Linked DNA regions of Oryctolagus cuniculus: region 2 is linked to region 1. The links are chromatin contacts, called in public Micro-C maps. All regions are on one chromosome and are shown on one strand. Each heading gives the region's core, a stretch centred on a gene start, on an enhancer-like site or on the middle of the called end of the contact. The rest is flanking DNA. Distances are from core to core; before and after follow the strand shown. Region 1 holds the start of AGFG1 (ArfGAP with FG repeats 1). Region 2 has its middle 28 kb from the start of TM4SF20.

What was found. A called contact is a pair of places that touch in the nucleus more often than the background predicts.
Region 2: a Micro-C map of ear pinna shows a contact between it and region 1, with 2.5 times the contacts expected there. The contact joins the enhancer-like site here to the promoter of AGFG1 in region 1. A contact is called at or near these places in 3 of 6 Hi-C or Micro-C datasets (ear pinna, embryonic fibroblasts and an unstated tissue).

What each region holds. Positions count from the first base shown.
Region 1 is chr3:11,526,588-11,533,373 of mOryCun1.1, reverse strand. It overlaps AGFG1 (ArfGAP with FG repeats 1), which reads left to right and starts at 3,520. Exons shown (of 16, transcript XR_007920544.2): 1 at 3,520-3,943. LOC103348896 (a long non-coding RNA gene) reads right to left here and starts at 3,311. Exons shown (of 5, transcript XR_007920561.2): 1 at 2,782-3,311.
Region 2 is chr3:11,581,809-11,588,594 of mOryCun1.1, reverse strand. No RefSeq gene overlaps it. Among named protein-coding and RNA genes, the nearest start is that of TM4SF20, 28 kb to the left of the region's middle. Within about 2 kb of position 3,499, at least 6 of the 8 cell types and tissues checked have an H3K27ac peak or open chromatin away from gene starts, as enhancers often do. A contact at or near this core is called in ear pinna, where this site is marked.

The sequences.
Region 1 (6,786 bases), core at 2,271-4,770:
CTCTCTTTCTGACATGAACTGTACCAAATAGCGGATGAAGGCAGGTTTTTCTTTATAGAAATATTTCAGGGGCTGTGTAGTGGCACAGTGCATTAAGCCTCTACTTGGGATGCTGGCATCCCATAGTGGAGTGCTGGTTCAAATCCTGGCTGCTTTGCTTCCGACCTTCCTGCTAATGTGTCTGGGGAAGCAGCAGATGATGACGGCCCAAGTCATTTGGGTTCCTGCCACCCATGTGGGAGACCAGGATGGAGTTCTGGGCTCCTGCTTTCAGGCTGGCCTAACCCTTGCTGTTGAAAGCATTTGGGGAGTGAACCAGTGGATGGAAGATCTCTGTCTCTCTCCCCTCACAACCTCCATACCCTTTGCTCTGCTTTCAAATAAATGAGTCTTTAAAGACAGAGCTACTTCAGCTGACAAATGTTGAAGCCGTGATGGACTGGAGTATCACGATTCTCTAGCCCTTCATGAATGAGTGAATCTAGACTGCAGTCATTACTGCCACGGATGTCGTAGAAAGTTACCCACCCACCCCATTCTGGGCCTGCTGGTGGGAAAACATAAAGCAAACAAAATTTTGCTCCCTTCAAAAAAAAAAAAAAAAACCAAAAACTGACTTTGAATCAAGTGAATTAAATTCAACTACCAATTTTTGAAAAGTAGGGAGGACAGAGAGATATGTTAAGTAAGAGACTGCGAGAAACTCTGCAGGAAGAAAGGCTAGATTTCCAAGATGAATGTGCTGCAAGGGAGGAAAAAAGAGACGGAGGGGAAACCTGCAGAATAAAGGAGACTTTATGAGCTCTCTTAGCCAACTGCAAGGTGGGGATCCAAGCAAACTGAAGAAATCTTGAACGTTGATGGGGTATTTGATGACTCTTAACATTTTTTGAAAGATTTATCTATTTATTTATTTATATCTGAAAGGCAGTTTTACAGAGAGGCGGAGTAAGAGATAGATCTTCCATCTGCTGGTTTACTCCCCACATGGCTTCAATGGCTAGAGCTGTGCCGTTCGGAAGCCAGGAACCAGGAGCTTCTTCCAGGTCTCCCACGCAAATGCAGGGACCCAAGGACTTGGTACATCTTCCACTGCTTTCCCAGGCCACAGCAGAGAGCTTGATCGGAAGTGGAGCAGCTGGGACTTGAACCGGTGCCCATATGGGATGCCAGCACTGCAGGTGGCGGCTGTACACACTATGCCACAGCGCTGGCCTCGACTATTAACTTTTTAAAAGTGTGCTAATGGTATTGTCAAAGTTCTTATTTCTCAGTGATTCAAATTGAAATCATCGTAACTACAGATGAATGGTAAGCTACATAATAGGCGGGAGAATGGGGTACTGATAATGCAAGATGGGGCTGGAACTGTGCCGCAGCAGGTTAAAGCCCTGGCCTGCAATGCCAGCATCCCATACGGGTGCCAGTTCGAGTCTTGGCTGCTCCACTTCTAATCCAGCTCTCTGATAATGTACCTGGGAAAGCAGCAGAGGATGGCCCAAACCCTTGAGCCCCTGCATCCATGTGGGAGATCTGGAAGAAGCTCTTGGCTCCTAGCTTTAGCCTGGCCCAGCCTGGCTGTTGTAGCCATTTGGGGAGTGAACCACTAGATGGAAGAGCTCTCTCTCTTTCTTTGTAACTCTGCCTTTCAAATAAATAACTAAATATCTTTAAAAAAAATGACTAGACATGAGCCAAAAATGGTTGAAAGTGGACCAGGGGTTTTAGGTAGTTTGATATTTCCCTCAATAAAGAAGTGTTTAAAAAAGGCATTGGCCAGTGTGGGCACTTAGCACAGTGGTTAAGATACCACTTGGGATGCCACATTCCATACCTATGTGTCTGGTTCGAATCCTGACTCCCCCACTTCCCATCCAGCTTCCTGTTGATGGCACCATGGCAAGCAGCAGGTGACGGCTCAAGCACTCGGGTCCTTGGTACACCCATGTGGGAGACCTGGATTGAGTTCCAGGTTCGTGGCTTTGGCTTGGCCCAGCCCTGACTGTTTTGAACTTTTGAGCAATGAACTAGCAGATGGAAAATCTCCCTCTCTCTGTGTGTCTCTCTCTGCCTTTCAAATAAAATGAAAATAAATAAAAAATGTAGAGAAGTCTATTGGCCAACCTATTTCCCTTGTTATTTCAATTTTAAAAACTAATCATTATTAACAGTGCTAATGTCCACATTCATCCAGTCACTTTCACAGGAGATCTGGGGGCTGGCGCTGGCAATTAGGAAATCTGGATTTGATTCATTTGATTCATTAGCAGAATCATTTTGGAATTTCAGCTCTCAGGGTCTCCCTGAATCCATTTGGGAACTGGGGAATCAAGGATGGTTTCTAACATCCTGCTGGCAGCAGATTCTTGGAATGACAAAGAGATCTGAGGCCTGCAGACTGCCTGCCTGGATTGGAATCCCCGCTTTCCTCTCTGGAGCCTTGGGTAAATTTACCTAATCCCCGAGCACTCAGTCCTTTGGGTTGATAAAATGGACATAACAACAACGCCTACCTCCCAGGGCTGTTGTGAAGGTTAGTCACTTCACGCATTTATTCCACACATATGGAGCACCCAAGTCTCCAGATCTGGGAGGGGCACGGGGTGAAGTAGCACAGAGAATACAGGCGCTTGGCTGTTTGCAACCTAGAGGGAGCGCCCAGGAAAACAAGTAGTAAACGCAAATTGAGATGCAGTATTCCGATAAACAAGAGCTGGGAAGAAGATCTAAGTCAGCCGTGTGACCCGAGCTGCAGAATGACTAGGGGCAGGAGCGCTCTACCTTAAGCAGGACTGAGTGGAGGTTCCCCATCAGGGTGGATCTGGGCTTCCCTGCGCAGCTCCTTTCTCAAGCGCGGTTGACTTCTACCTCCTCGCTCCTCCCTCCACTTCTGGCAACGTCTGGGGAATTTTGGTTGCCACCATGGAGAAGATGCTGTTGGCATCTGGTGGGCAGAGGCCAGAAACACTGCCCATAATCCGACGCACAGGGCACTGCCCATAATCCACTCCAAAATGTTAACAGCTGCAAGCTTGAGTTACCCTGTTATAGGCAGAACCAGGTTTGGGGGGGGGGGAAGAGTCAGAAAGGGGCTTGCTGTGTTGGGCAGAGCAAAGGAAGATGGAGAGAAGGAAGGAGAACCGGCTGCACTATGGGTGATCCTGAAGGCACCGTGAGGAATTCGGAATTATTCCAAAGACAGTGGGAGCCCTTGCAGAATTTTGTGCAGGGGGGTGAGGGTGGAGAGGTTTAGCAGGTGCGTCAACAAGTTCCTCTCCAGTGAAATGTTAATTTTGGTGCAAGAAACTGAAACTACGCATACGCGCACGAGTGTTCAACGACGTCCACGACCACCACCGCCAGGGTCTTCCCTACACTTTGCAATAGCCCCGACCACCCAGGCCTCGGCGCGGCCGCAGTGACTCCTCCCGGCCAGCAGAGGGCGCAGGTCGACACTTGGCCACCCGCCGCCCGGGGCGGGCCTCCTCTTGCCTGCCCCCGCCCCCCCCAGCTCGCCTTCCCGTCTCAGGAGAAGTCGGGAAGGTGGCGGTGGCGGCTGCGGTCCCGGGCCGGCCGGTTGGTGTGGCGCGCGCCGCCAGCGTCCGCGCCGCGTCGAGCCCAGCCCAGCCAGAGCCGCGGCGGCCGGGCTTCGGACGGGCGGCGCGCGCTGACGGAGGGCGGCGGCCGCGGCCAGGGCGGCCCGTGGGACCGCGGGCCCCCGGCGCAGCGCCGCCCGGTTCCCGGCCCTGCCGGCCTCCTCCCTCGGCGCCGCGGCCATGGCGGCCAGCGCGAAGCGGAAGCAGGAGGAGAAGCACCTGAAGATGCTGCGGGACATGACCGGCCTCCCGCACAACCGAAAGTGCTTCGACTGCGACCAGCGCGGCCCCACCTACGTGAACATGACGGTCGGCTCCTTCGTCTGCACCTCCTGCTCCGGCAGCCTGTGAGTGCGGGGCGGCGGGGCGGCGGGGCGGGGGAGGGGGCGCCGGGCGCGCCGCCGGCCGTTGGGGGCGGCCGGCGGGGCCGGGGGCGGCCGTTGGGCGCGGGCGCGTGGGGGCGGAGCGGGGCTGGCCGGCGGGATGCGCTTTCGGTTTGAGCGGGCCCGGGGTCCACGCTGAGCGCGGCCTGGGTGGAGCCGGCATCTGCGGTCCTCGCCGAGCCGGCGGCCGCCGGCGCCTGGCCCTCCGCTCTCCGGGACGCCGGCCGGGCCGTGGGGAGCGGCCGGAGGGGTGCCGAGGGCCGTGCGGGGCCTATTGTGCGCCGGGTCTCTGAGCGGCCTGGGCGCGGCGGCCCTCGCGAGGCAGGCACCTGCTGGGCGCGGCGGCGGAGAGCAGGGTCGCGTGTGCTGGGCTTTCCTTTACTTATTCGAACCCTCCTCCCTCCGAGAGTATCTTGGTAGCCGGGAGAAAGCGGGCATTTAGGGGCTTAAAAGGTCGTGATGGCAGAGATGGGAGTCCCCACGGGAGAGTTTGGGGGGATGAATTCCCGGGTTCGGGGGAGGGGGCGAAGGCACCGAGGAGGTGGGTTGTGGGATTTGGGCCTCACAGTCGCTAGGGAGCCCTGAGTTGGGGGAAAGTTTTGCTGGGAGTCGGTCCCCAGGAGCGGCCTTGCCGCGTGGATGCGGTGCGGCGTCCGGCCGTGCGTGTCGGCGGTGCGCAGCCAGCGGGGACCGGGAAAGACCGCAGAGCGGAGCGGCTCGGGTTACTCGGATGGTTTGTGTTTGTCCTTTGTTTCGTTCAGCTTTGTTGAGGGAAAGGTCGTACTTGCTGTGCGGTTTCATCTGGCAGGTGAGTTTGCAGATGATGTTGGAACCGGGAAGGTGCTTTTCCAGGCCAGCTGTCTTGGATTTTAAGTAAATGCAGCTAGTCAGTATTCTCAACCGGTGATTGTGAGATTCACACTCAGATAACATACGCAGCGTGTGGGAAACTGGCTTCTTGCAGGTTGGAAAATGCAGGACTTGTCCGGGAGTGTGCTATGAGTATTTGCCTTTTTTAATTTTAAGTTGGACAGAGAGGCATTGCTAGTTTTCCCCGGGTTATCGCTTCTTCAGGAAGCAGGTATTAGGTACCTATTGGGTTTCGTAGGATGTGTATCGTGCTGAGCTTTAAAAGACTGGGTTAGGAGAGTCCCTAAGGTTCGTTTTAGGTTGTGTAGTAAGAGAAACTGAAGTTGCCAGTTGGTAGTATTACTGAGTCGCAATAGAGTCATAAACTAGGTGGAACCTGGGAGATAGTCTGGTTCGTGCTTTTCACAAATAAAGCAGAAAATTAAGTGAAATCAAGCCAATAGTACAATTTTTAAGTGTATTTTACTTTTAAGAAGTGCTTAAGGTGTTCTGCTTTTGCTAAACATATCGTATTTTAATGCACTTAAAGTATTTATGTATGTATAAATACACACACACATACATGTATTCACTGTTCCGAATAGTTGGCATTTCTTTGTAGGCTTTCAGCACACTGTTCCCTTGCAGCAAATGTGCAATGTTAAGAAATTATTTTCAGATTTTCTGCTGGATTCAGACACATGCTGTATAAAAGAATAGCTCACTGTAGTGACAACTGTTCTGAATGGATTTAATGTGACAGACAGGACTTGGTGTATCTATTCAGTTGTTACTCCACAGGCATTTCTTGCTTGCTTGGCCTGTCTTATACTGTGGGGAGAGCTGCAGTTACCTGGTCCTGCTGCTGTTCGGAGGCTTGCTTTCTAAGTACATGAGTATATAGCTGTAATATTGTTACATTTTCTTTCTGTGACCCATTATCCACAAAATATGTAAATGGATACGGAAAGCTTTACAGAGGAGTTAATGCTTGAGCAAAGACCTTCAAAGACCAAGTGTTGACAGCAGGTTAAGCTGCTTTCTGGGTCTGCCCAGCACCCCGGATCTGAGTGCTGTTTGGAGTCCTTGTTGGTCCACTTCCCATCCAGCTTCCTGCTAACAGCTTGGGAAAGCCGTGGAAGATGGCCCAAGTCCTTGGGTCCCTGCACTCTGTGGGAGACATGGATGTAGTTCCTGGCTCTTTGCTTCTGCCTGGCTTAGAACTGACTGTTGTGGCCATTCATTTGTGGAGTGAATTAATGGATGGGAAGATATCCTCTCTCCTCCCCCATGTCTCTACACCTTTCAAATAAAGAAATCTTTAAAAAATAATAATAAAGACCAAATCCGTAGATAAACCTGGTTTTGAATCCTGGCTCTAAGTGTTGTAGTTAGAGAATGCCAGTCAGTCTTTGTAGCTTGATACATGAAATGGTGAGGGTAAAGTTCCCCTTGTAAATTTTGGATGTAGATTTGTTCTCAGTATTAAGAGAATATAAAACACCACATAGTGCTTGGCACATAATAGGTGCCTGATGAAATATGTTATTAACAGAGAGGGAGAGGATGTTCTATGTTTAAGGAAACAGTATTTGAAAGACATGGAAATGACTAACACCCTAGTGAAGAATCTTATCAGTTTGGATTTTTTAAATGTAACTCAAAACCATACTCAAATTGGTTTAAAAATACAAAGGGAATTTACTGATTTGTCTAAGGGAAGACTTTATCCAATGGCTTAATGATGTTGCCTGTGTTTCTGTCATTCAAAGATAATTGCCCCCAGAGCATACTGTCTTTGTATCTGTTGTCTAATATTTTATTTATTTTTATTTATTTGAAAGAGAGCAGGAGGGACAGAGCTTCCATCCACTGGTTTTCTCCCTAGTTCACTGCAATGGCAAAAGCTGAACCAGGCAGAAGCCGAGAACCAGGAGCTTTATCTGGGTCTCCCACTT
Region 2 (6,786 bases), core at 2,250-4,749, 55 kb before region 1:
GCACCAAGGGCCCTGGGGAGAGGCACCCACTGACGGGATGAGATCTGTAAGGGAGGCCAGAAAGCACCAAGTTCACTCACTTCTTGAGCAGTGGCCCAAGCAGAGCGTGAAAGGCACAGTGCGAGTTTTAGTGCTCTTTACTCAGAAGGTGTTCTGTCAGGGTTGCTGGGTAAGGATGTTCAGGCTGTGCACTGCGTACCTGCAGGCGTAGCATTCACAACATTAATATCACATTTGTAGCATCAATATCACAGCCGGGCTTCCTGCAGAGGCCCTGATGGCAGTCTTCTGAAGGTGAGGTTCACCTGTGTGAAAGGTGGAGCCATGGTGTGTACCTAGGTGAGGGGTGTCCATCCCATCTGGGTGAAGTATGTTGTTTCATTCTTAATCAACAGCATGTAACTGAGTGCCAAGATGATTTTTATAATGTCCATGTGAAAATATATTTCATTCTCGTCTCTTTGCTTTAAAAACCTGTAGAATAGCGGCTTGGGCCAACCAGCTTCATCCAGGGTACACTTGGGCCAGCGACTGTGAGAACTGCAGATTCAGGTGCCTTGTCAGGCTGTTCCAGGAACACACCTTGCACCTGCTTTCAGGAAAGGAGGAGAGAGGACTCATCGGGGTTAGAAGCCCAAGGTCCTTCTCACCAACAGGGTGGAGGCACAAACAAGGGGTCCTACACTGTGGTTGAGACTGTGCACCCTGCAGAGAAGTGCATCTGTACACTCTGGCGGGAAACACCGAAGAGGCTGTGAAAGATGTGAAAGGCAATATGCTGAGTATGACAGGACTAGGAGAGCATCTTCACATTTCTACTTTGTAGCTGAATTTATTTAAAAAATGCCTGGCTCCACTCTGGCAAAAAGATCTCTGTGAGTGAGATCCCAGTGGAAAGAACAGGTCTTCAAAGAGGGAGGTGCCTTTTTCTGAAGGGAGGAGAGAACCTCCACTTTGACTATGACCTTGTCTAAACAAGATAAGAGTCGGAGAACTCAAGGGGCTTCCATAGCCTTGGAAACTCATGACTGGTGCATAGGGAGATTATTGATGCCATAAACAGGAGTGTCAATTTGTAAAGTCAACAACAGGAGTCACTGTGCACTTACTCCTCATGTAGGATCTCTGTCCTTAATGTGCTGTACACTGAGGCTTAATGCTATAACGAGTACTCAAACAGTATATTTCACTTTGTGTTTCTATGGGGGTGCAAACGATTGAAATCTTTACTTAATGTACACTAAACCGATCTTCTGTAAAAAAAAAAAAAAAAGAAATTATCAATTCCCAACTTGACTCTCACTGGGATTAAACATGACAATAGGTCTGATCTGATTTCATCATGATTTAAAAAAAAATCATCTATTATTTTTCACTTTATGTTTCTGTGTGGGAACAAACTGTTGAAATCCTTACTTAAGGTATACTAAGCTGATCTTCTGTATATTAAGATAATCGAAAATGAATCTTGATGTGAATGGAAGGGGAGAGGGAGTGGGAAAGGGGAGGGTTGTGGGTGGGAGGGACGGTATGGGGGGGAAAGCCATTGTAACCCATGAGTCGTACTTTGGAAATTTATATTCATTAAATAAAAGATAAAAAAAAATAAAAAAATAAAAAAAATTAAAAAAAAAGAAAAAAAAAAAGAAAAGCTTAAAAAAAAAAAAATGCCTGGCTCTGTCAGAAGGTTGTTACCCAGCTGTGAGCCGGTGTTGTGGTATAGCAGACACAAGAGGGCGCTGTGCGTTCAGACGTCAACCTGGCTGAGAAAAAGAACTTGCCTTCTCCAGGAATGTTTGGCTAAACTCCCAGAAGCTAAAAGGGATTAATACGGTGAGTTGGGGAGGGGTGAGATTAGCCTCCAAACCAATCAAAGAGGCGGAGTGTGAGGTCAGCGTGCAGGCAGCCTGCCAGAGCTCGCAGCAGTCTCCACTCACGATCATTGTCATCAAGACGTGCCGTCTGCCGGGATGTGCACAAAAGACAGACTCGGAGTCTGCAGAGAATCAGTACTTGTCTTGATGCCTGATGATGAGACTTTATTCTGAGAAAGCCCCTCGTTCCTGGGAGCCAGCTGCAGCCCACGCCCTGCCTTCCGCAAGCAATCAGTGACCTCTGACCCAGTCCCAGCCAGCAGTGCCTGCACGGCCCATTTTCTTCTGAACAGGAATCTGAGCCACAGGTTCAGCCATGCGGTCATGGCTGCTGGCCACAGATTTCAGAGATACCATCTGGTTCCAGTTAATCTGGCTGTTCAGTGCGGGGTGGTGAGTCTGATGGCCTGGGGAGATGCCTCTGTGACCCGCCTGCTCACGCTGATGTTGGGGTTTGCTCCACAAATGAACAATGCACAACTCCTCTTCCCTGGAGTTTCCCTTCACCGCTTCAGCCCGAAGTAGACTTTGTGGGCAGCCCCAGCTGCCTCAGACCTCTGGCCACTGCACCATGTTTTATTTTGTGGCCAGTTTCCCAGTCTAGTGGAACTTCCATTTTTTTTTTTTTTTTAAGATTGTAAAATTTATTTTGAAAGTCGGAGTTACAGTGGGAGAAGAAGATACGGAGAGAGTGACCTTCCATCAGCTGGTTTACTCCCCAGATGGCTGCTATGGCCAGCGCTGGGCCAGGCAGACGCCAGGAGCCTGGAGCTTTTCGCAGGTTTCCCATGTGGGTGGCAGGGACCCAAACACTTGGGCCGTCTCCCACTGCCATCTTCCCAGTTAGGAAGGAGCTGGATTGGAAATGGGGCAGCTGGGACATGAATCGGTGCCCACATAGGATGCTGGCGTCACAGGTGGTGGCTTTGCCTGCTAAGCTACAATGCCAATCCCATCATCAGTTATTTCTGAAATTCAGATTCAAGGAAGGAGGAAGAAAAAGGCTCTATCTGCCTAGTAGACCACCCCTACCGCACTCACATCCCACCCACTGCGCTAACACCATGAAGCCTCTTCCTCTTCCCGCAAGTGCTTTCTTCCGGCCCGGGGTGATGGCACAGGCTCAACAGGGCCCTGTGGCAGGCAGCAGCTGATGAGCCCCTCGGAATCCGGGCAGCAGCTCAAGCCTCGGGGTATCAGTGGCAGTTTGTGGCTCCCCTTCCAAAAGACATCGTAGGGCGGTTACCTAACACGGAAACCTCAGCCCAGTCCTGCCACAGAGCCAGCTGCAGGCGCACCTCCCTCTTGGGACTGGAGCCTTCTATGTGTCCAACAGTGCTGTGAATGCCTCCTCTGTCGTTCCTGCCGCGTCCTGGGATCCTGCGATTCTCTGGCACTCACAGTGGGGCATTCACAGGGGGTCATAACTGGACACAGGGAGCCAACGTGCGGTACGAAAATGAACGCTGACAGCACCGCGTTCCTCATTGAAAGTGGCACTCTTGAATTTTGTGTCAGACAACTCAGAAGAAGAAAAGGAAAGAAAGACAAGAGAAGACAGACCCTGCAGGGAGTCGGATGCGAATGAGAACTGGATGCTGAGCTGCCAAGAAGAAGCAGGGCTTGGTGCCAAGTGTGCTGGGTGTTTTGCTGTCTCCAGGCGGGAGAACCATCCAGGCTCAGGCAGACGTGCTTCTCCTTGTCTGTCAGCTCCACAGCCCCTGCCAGGAGCCTTCGTTCCCTCCATCAGCCATGATCTTCAGGCTTTGTCGTCCTGTCAGGAGAGTTTAATTCATCACTGTCCTCGGGTCTTGAGAGAATGTATTACCTTAGAGGAAAAGTCGTGGTGGAAGGCAGATTTTCAGAGAAAAATGTTAGACTTTCCTTCATGCATAATTTAAAATTATTCATTTTTGAGGCCAGCAGTGTGCCGGAGCAGGTTAAGCCACCGCCTGTGATGCCGGCATCACATATGAGTGCCGGTTCGAGTCCCAGCTGCTCCATTTCCAATCCAGCTCCCCGCTAATAGACCTGGGAAAGCAGTGGACAATGGCCCAAGTGCTTGGGCCCCTGCCACCCACATGGGATACCTGGATGGGGTTCTAGGCTCCTGGTTGTGACCTGGCCCACCTCCAGCTGCTGTAGCCATTTTGGGAATGAAACAGCAGATGGAAGAGATCTGTTTCTCCCTTTCTCTGTCCCTCTGCCTTCAAGTAAATATTTAAAAAAAAAATGCTCCTTTTTGAGTAGGTAACACATGGCACACAGTGCATATCTACAGGGAAAAACCTTTTACTTCCCCGCCACCTCCTTTTCTCAGGTGCTTGGTTCCTCACTTGTCCTAGGGTTTTACATCATTCTAGAGATTATCTCCATAAATTACCAGAGTTATTCCCCATGTATCTTTGAGAGTATATATTTTTTCCTAATTTGTACATCCAGATGGATTCTGAAAAAAAAAAAAAACAAGTGAATAAATATACATGAAAATGTATTAAATTGTTAGGATGTTTATCCAATTAAAGCCCTGATTCTAGACCAGGTAATCCTGTTGTTTCTAGGTCCCTTGGACAGAAGCGTGGCTGTCCTTGCCATCGGTCTGTAAAGTTGCTGGTGCACTGTTGTCTGATGTAAGGTGTTCTTGTCCCTTCACATGCTGTGCATCAGATTTCCCAAGTCATGTCTATTGGTCATTTCTCTTTGAATAGAGGCAGGGACATCAAGTATTGAAAATTGAGGAGATGAGTTTTTCCTACTAGGAAAAAAAGCTTGGTTGAGGATCCAGCTGGCCATAATCCAAGAGGGGACCCCCCTGGTCACGGGGGCCCAGTGGGCAGCCTAGGAAATGGACCAGGGCTGGGAGGATCCACGTGTCCCACAACCCAATCTTAGAATCAAAAAGAATCAGTAGCGTAGTGACTCGCAGTGCTTTTGGATTACTTTGGATGCGTTTCAGTGCCTGGGAGGAGTATGATCTCCTTGCTAAGGGAGATGCCGAGGTGCATGTTAGTGTTCAGAGTCTCCTGGGGAGGGTGATTCTTGGGCCTGTACCTCCTGGGGGTTGCTGATGTAAGAACTTCTGGCTTGGTGACGAGTCAAATGCTTGGAATAAACCCGAGCTTCCCAAATCTTAATGCTGCAACACCTTCACTAATTCTGCAGATGCTGTTCACAGCTCAGTCATTTATTTGGCTGAATTCTCTGTTTATGGGTTGATAATTCTCGGCCCCTCCAGGCAGCCAAATGTGCCTTTCACAGAATAGGGATCCACTTCCTGGTGCTGCAAGCTGTGTGTTTGCAGAGGGGACTCTGGGGAAAGGAGGGGAGTCCCTTTGTTTGGGTTTATTAATGGTACAGAATGCATCTGGGTTCTTCTTGGGAAGTGTGTCTCTTTCCTCCTTATCCCCTCCCATTGACTCCGCAGGAGAAAGTGAATTTGAAAGGATGTTAAATCTCCCGAATTGACTTAGAGTCTGACCTTCTCAGGGAGCAGCTCAACCCAGTCTTTCCTTCTCTTAAGCAGAAACCACCTGTGTACAAACACAAGAAGTCTCAAGGGCACAGACGAATCAGCCATCCAGTCTTCCCAGATCCCTGGCACCTGGGTAATCCCTGAGATTTCCTGGTGTAGCCTTAAGGTTCCAGTTATTCCATCCTGGTTGTCTTTCCATACATTCATTTTCCAGGCAGAGGTTAAATCAAACTGCTACCCTCTCTCTCAACTCCACTGAGCAAGACGTAGGGGAATCCTGGGGTGCTATTTTTTTTCACCTGTTTTTCCCAGTGGCAGCAATTTTATTCCATAGCAGTGTATCTCTGTGGCTAATCAGGCTGGCATATCACCTATTACAGAATAAAGATGCCAAGCCCAAGGTCTTGACAGTGACATTTCAGCTGGCTGCAAGCATAGCTGCTTATGAGACGGCAGAGCCCCCTGAATCCCACCTAGGCAGGGCAGAGTTGGCATGAGGTTCTTCTCCCTGTAAGCATGGAGAGCCGGAATTCTCCCTGAAGGAGCATGACCAACAGCAATGGGTCCTAGTTTTCTATTTATATTTGTGCTGCCTCCCCTTATCCTCACAACTGAAACGCTACAACTTCTACCTCTCAACCATTCATCTCCATACTCTCATCTTGCTTTTCTTTTACTATCTCTCTCTCTCTCCCTGTCCTTTCCCCCCACCAAAATGTGAGCCTCTCAGCACAAAGTGTATCTGACTCACTTACTGCCGTATGCTTAGTGCCTAAAACAGTACCTATCCCATTTGTGGGCACGCAAAACAATGTTTGTTAAATGAAGAGAGAACTGCTAATGCCAGGCTCTGGGTCAGGCCTTGCCCATACCCTCTGTCTTTAATGCAGGTGAGGACTAGTGTCATCATGTGGGTGAAGAACCTATGTAAACAATGTGGCTTCATAAATTAGTAACTTGGGTCAGATGTTTCATAAATAACTGAGCTGAGCTGGGATCTGAACCAGGATAATCTCCTGCTAGAACTCCACTCTTTTCTCTTATACACAGAAAACCAAAGAAATATTTACAGTGAAGTGCTTTCCTCTTAAGATGGTCTCAATTTCCTATATGGGTAGAATTTAGGTAAATAGAGGAGATGGCAAGAAATGGACAGTCCCTGAGTTACCATGGTTCAAATTTTCAACTTTATGATGACAATAAAAACATTATTCATTCAATAGAAATCTTACTTTGTATTTTTGATTTTCTTCCTGGGTTAACAGCATGTTGCACAAATCTCTCTCACAATGCCCAGTGACGGCCAGTCTAAGTGTTCTGAGCACAGTGAAGGTAGGCTAGACCAAGCTATGGTGTTTGGTGGGCTAGGGGTTGAGAACAAACTGCCCCTAAAAAGCCTTCAAAACGTTCAAAAGAAGCACCAGAAGCCATCTGAGGAGT